Regions from separate parts of the Zea mays genome. Here region 1 is linked to region 2. A link is a contact called in public Hi-C data. All regions are on one chromosome and are shown on one strand. Each heading gives the region's core, a stretch centred on a gene start, on an enhancer-like site or on the middle of the called end of the contact. The rest is flanking DNA. Distances are from core to core; before and after follow the strand shown.

The links. Hi-C and Micro-C count contacts between places; a contact is called where the count stands out from the background.
Region 1: a contact with region 2 is called in a Hi-C map of leaf, with 5 times the contacts expected there. The contact joins the promoter of LOC100502537 here to the promoter of LOC100381644 in region 2. A contact is called at or near these places in 2 of 25 Hi-C or Micro-C datasets (leaf and tassel).

Annotation. Positions count from the first base shown.
Region 1 is chr4:245,858,452-245,861,151 of Zm-B73-REFERENCE-NAM-5.0, forward strand. It overlaps LOC100502537 (Rhodanese-like domain-containing protein 19 mitochondrial), which reads right to left and starts at 1,412. Exons shown (of 6, transcript NM_001245929.1): 1 at 1,266-1,412; 2 at 1,065-1,148; 3 at 889-965; 4 at 739-809; 5 at 595-648; 6 at 373-484. The coding sequence starts at 1,288. The coding sequence ends at 416. It overlaps LOC103654911 (translation factor GUF1 homolog, chloroplastic), which reads left to right. Exons shown (of 22, transcript XM_008681719.3): 22 at 1-1,992. LOC100194153 (60S ribosomal protein L37a-like) reads right to left here. Exons shown (of 5, transcript NM_001294168.1): 3 at 2,568-2,656; 4 at 2,148-2,230; 5 at 1,868-2,075. The coding sequence ends at 2,012.
Region 2 is chr4:245,549,138-245,551,837 of Zm-B73-REFERENCE-NAM-5.0, forward strand. It overlaps LOC100381644 (putative choline kinase 2), which reads left to right and starts at 1,418. Exons shown (of 2, transcript NM_001174459.1): 1 at 1,418-2,284; 2 at 2,372-2,700. The coding sequence starts at 1,496. The coding sequence ends at 2,284.

The DNA of each region.
Region 1 (2,700 bases), core at 162-2,661, 310 kb after region 2:
TTCGCTATTTTTTGCTTTTTTATGTGTCAGGCTATGATGGTAAAACAATCATGTCGCCACAGAGTTTTGCCAGGCACATATAGGAAATTCATATGTCAAAGTGCATCATGTAGTCCAATTCCTTGTAACGCATGCTACAGAGACTTGTTTCTACAGTTGAATATACCTTGTAAGGCTGGGACCAACAGATCGTGCATATGCAAAACAAGAGGTTTGTAATATTTTATACGGTAGACAGAATTGTTTATAAAGTACAATTTAAAGTATGAGGTGGGACGGTAGACAGCACTGTTTACAAAGTAAAATTTAAAGTATGAGGTGTGATAGAGAGCTGCTGGAGATAAACGGTTTCCTGGAGGTAGGCAAATGTGTCGTTCAACTGCAGCATCCCTGGCATACCTTCAGGACGTGATGTCTACTGCTGTTGAGCTCGCTGCTGAAAGGAGCGGTAACCACCTTGCAGGTTCCTCACGTTCTTGAACCCCTGAACATCCATGCGAGCAGACTAGTGTGACCCTCAGTTAAACACACACACACACACACACACATACAGCTAACTGGATTGATGCTAAAGCTCGGATGGGCTGTGTTTACCGCGTTCAGAAGGTCTGCCGTCGCGAACCTGGATCTGTTCCCCGTGTTGCAACCCTACACGACAACTCCTTGATTACAGGCGTATCTATCTATTTATAGAGTACTAGTACATTTATTTATTTATTTATATGAGTGAATAGCTACCACAATGAAGACATCATCCTTCCCACAGAAGGCAGCCACTTCCTCTACAAAGTGTGGGTTCTTCTCCTTCCCTACACGGGGACAGAGGCAGCTCAAATCAATAACCCCAATGCCAGTGCCAGCGCCAACGCCAGCGAGCAAGAAACTGACCTTGCGGCGTGACGGACAGGTAGTAGGGAACGTTCCGAGCACCGGGCGCATGCGCCTTGTGGAAGTCCCCCCGCATCCTGCACGAAGGAGAACCACCTCGTCCCCGTCAGCGTCAGTTCGTCTGGAAGCTCCAGCACACGCATAGGCGCGTCCCTGACTGGCTGAGCTCTACGCACCTGACATCCACGTAGCCATGGCCGGAGCTCAGCAGCGCGTGCGCTTCGTCAGCGTCGATGGTAGGGACGGCCTGCTCCTTGTCGCTGCAGTGCACACCAAGACAAGACTGACTCTGGTTAATCCAGATGCATCCGATCTTCTGCTCTATGCATGTAATGTTACTGTAAGCAACATCAGATGCACTCAGAAGCTATGTTTACCTGCTGGTCACTGCAGACGCCATTGCTGCAGGGATGGATGGATGGATGACCTGAGATGGGACGGACTTGTGAGTATGTGTGACCTGCCTTCGCGTTTATACTGGCACGGCAGTTTACCATCACCAGGATGCAAGAGTTCTGGCTATACCTTTTTTTTATCGGAATAATGCTCCATTCCGTCAGCTTGATGCTCGTTCTCGCAAAAAAGTCGTCTCTGACCTTCGATGCTGCGTCGTCACTGCTTATCTGGCAACAGACCAATAATAGCTCCGGGGCATTTCTTTTTGGACACAAGTGCAGGCGTAATAAGGATTGGTTGACTTGAACAGTTATATACTCCCTCCATTCTTTTTTTTATTTGTCGCATTTTAGTTGACTTGAACTTGAAAGACCAATAATAAGGACTGGTTGCTATCTAAACCAGACTCAACCAGCAGAGACGCAGCAGTATCTGTAGAATTTCAAGAACAGAATAGCAAACCATTGACACAGCCAAGCGCATAGAAAACCACAACCAAATTCGACGTCAAGATGGCATAGGATGAAATATCACTTGTCAGATTCAGAACGGTAACCAAGGGCAAATCTTAACACAACTTTGAGATCCTAGAGCATAAACCAAATATAAGGAGCATTGTCTCGGCAAAACAGCCAGTACAGTGATTCCACATTTCCACTAGATAAGGCCCCCACAACATGCCTGACAAGAGCAACTACAGGAAACCCCAATAATATAAAGAGCTATATCATGCTTCAGTCTGCTCCCTCAGGCGGCGGATCGTGCTCCTGACGGTGACCGCACTAGCAGTGCTGCAAACACATTAACAGAATTTAGCCGTGGCTAACAAATTGTGGTTTTCGGACAGGCGAAGAATTACTTACTTCATGGTGTAAGCACCACCAGCCTTCACCTTCCCACAGTCCTTGCACCCCCAAATTCCAACTGCTTTCCTCTTCACAGCAAACTGGAAACACAGCACAGCAAAGGTTGGATTCGGAACAAATGCTGTCTGTCTTCAAATGTATCTTAGAAACACATTGATGGACATGCCCAGACATCTTATAAATCATTCAAATGTGACAAACAGATATATCGAAGACTAATTGATTTCATGTGCTTGTGACAAACAGATATATCGAAAACTAATTGATTTCATGTGCTCAAAATCAATCTGACTGCAGCCTACATTTCATAACAGCAGTGGTGATGATAACGAGTACAACATAAAGACAGCTCGCAGTTCAATAGATCAAAGATTAGAAAACTTGGATGCAGAAACAGGGTAACTAACAGAAATGTACCTTCCCACAGAACTCGCAAAAGTACTTGGAATGCTGAGATACCTCCATCTTCTTGATTTGCTTACGCAAGCTAGCACCATACCTGGTTCCTGTAACATTATAATTTGCGATGTTAACTTCATGTCCCAGATTG
Region 2 (2,700 bases), core at 168-2,667:
CGTAGAAAGTGCAGAGAAAACGGGACGGTTAAGTTTCTTTTTTCAAAGTGTAAGATCTGTTTGGAAACACCTTGTTTTTAAGAAACTAGTTTATGAAAACTACCTAGTTTTTAAGAAGGAACAATTGAATCTATACCATTAAAAGATCCAAACTTTAGATATATACCATGGACCCCACATGGCATTGACTCATGAGGCATCTTGCTTGTTTTATGTTCATATATTAATTTGATAAAAATTAAATATACTTGGTACCTAACTATATATGATGTTAATTATAAAAAAATGTGTCTTAGATTTAAATCCTAGGTCCGCCACAGCATCAGACATATTGTGTGAGCCTATTTCAGCCTCTAATTCCTCAGTTCTCACCATCCAAACCCCTCAAAAAAAGACACATATCTCTAGAATAGTAGCAGGAGTTAAGGAACCATGCATGGTACAACACCCTTCTGTTTTGCATGATCTGTCCCCCCTCCCCTCCGCCGAATTAATTGGACACACTTTTCTCTTGGCTTTCTCATGAAGTAAAAGCACCAAAAAGAAATGGTAAAAAACAAAACCGCATTGAATATGCATGCCCCTTGTACTACGCTTGAGCTGTTGAGCGCACCCACACCACACATGTACAGAGACACAATTTATTAGTGGTGCACTCTCCTTTCCTTTCCTTTCCACTAGAGCGAGGCCCAGACTGCCCTCTGCCCACTCCAAGCTTCACATGCAATGGTTGCTGGTGGAGAATCCTAACCTAACCACACACACTCTCAGCTCTTAACGATGACAGCCGACAGGTATATTATACTATACTACTACGGCACAATAGATTACCGTAGAATAAATAGAAGCGCAACGAGCACACTAATCTATTGCTCTGACTACAAATCTACTACTCCACAGGTCGCCCCATTCATTCATCAGGTTGGTTTGCATTGTATCGATCTGGATTGGCACGAGGGGTTAACTGCGTGCGCGCGCACGTGGCAGGCGTCCAGAGGAGGAGGTATACACCGTACTAAAAAATTAGACGTGACTGACAGCGTTAATGTAAAAGTCTCCATATTTATGCGTAAGGTGTCTTAAAAGTGTTGTATTTTTTTTAGAACCAGTGCCTCTCTACTTACAGAAGGAGCAGCTAGGACTAGGAGGAGGCGCTATTATTCGGGCATGTTTGTGTTAGAGAATTTGGACTTTCCCTAAATAATCTCTACTACTCTTAAGCATACAACGTAGGCGTCCACATCTACCACATGGTGCACGGTTCTGCCTTCACCCCGACATCCTCTCCGCCACCAATGCTCTCCTCCACTCAGCTCCCCATCCGCGGAAGAATCAGATTCGATTCCGCGACAGCCGACAGTGACAGACCGCATTCCAAGCCCCCCAAAATCGCATTTCCCTCTCCGATCAAATCAAACTCAAACCGACACACGACTCACACGGCTTCTCCGCCTCCGCAGATCGCCGTCGCCTACTCGCGCCCCTCCACGCGTCGATGGCCGCCGCGGACCCGCCACCGCGCGAGAAGGTCGTGCCCACGCTGAAGCGCAGCGCCAGCATCGACCGGATACCGGTGGACGCGCGCCGCATCCTGCACCGCCTCGCCGGGGACCTCTGGGGCGGCGACATGGACCCCGGCGCGCTGGCCGTGTCCCAGCTCAGGGGCGCCATGACCAATGAGGTCTTCCGGATCACCTGGCTCGGCGGCGAGGCCGAGGGCAACGGCCCGCGCAAGGTGCTCGTGCGCATCTACGGCCGGGGCGTCGAGGTCTTCTTCGACCGTGCCGACGAGGTCCGCACCTTCGAGTGCATGTCGCGCCACGGCCAGGGGCCCCCGCCTCCTGGGCCGCTTTGCCAACGGCCGCGTCGAGGAGTTCATCAACTCCAGTGTACACTACGCCTCTACCACCCTAAATGCGTGATGTGTCTGCTCGGATCCAATCCGCGATTGGTTTTTGTCATGGCTCACTCGCGTGTTGCTCGCGTCCTGGCCTTGCCAAACCCTCTCCGCCGCGGATCTGCGCGACCCGGTAATGTCCGTCGTGATCTGCTGCCGCCATCAACGCCCTACTCCCCTCCTAGATCCCGTGATCTGCTACGAAGCTGCCATCAATGCCCTCCTCCCCCTTCGCTCAGCTCCCCCTCGCGCCTTCGATCCGCTACCGTGACCCGCTGCGAGGCGGCCATCAACGCCCATGTCCTCCTTCGCGCAGCTACCTTCCCAGGATCTCGGGCGCTCCTTCGTCGCCATACTTTTTGGTTCAGCGGGACGCCCAGCCCGTAGGTACTCACCCCGAACACTCTGCCTCTCGTTGTCCTGAGTTGTATTGCAAAGAGAATTAATCTGGCGAGATGTGTTTCTTGCATTCAGATCGTTGCCCTCAAGAAGTAATAGTCCATACAATACCTGGACTCGGCGCATGAGTATGACTAATCTTCTCAGATCAGATCTGTTAGATAAAAAAATAAATGGGAATTGCTTGGCACTTGGCATAATTAAAAGAATTCATTGCAGTAACCAATCTAACGTTTTATGTCCTACTGTTCTCATTTGATAGCAGCATATCTATACATGTCATCAGAATCATAAATACTTTGTTGGCAAGTTTTCTCTGAGCTGCATTCTCCTCGTTGTAGGGCCTAAGCTTTTGCTGATCACTTCAAGATGGCTCTGGACTGTTTCTTCGCTGTATGGTTTGT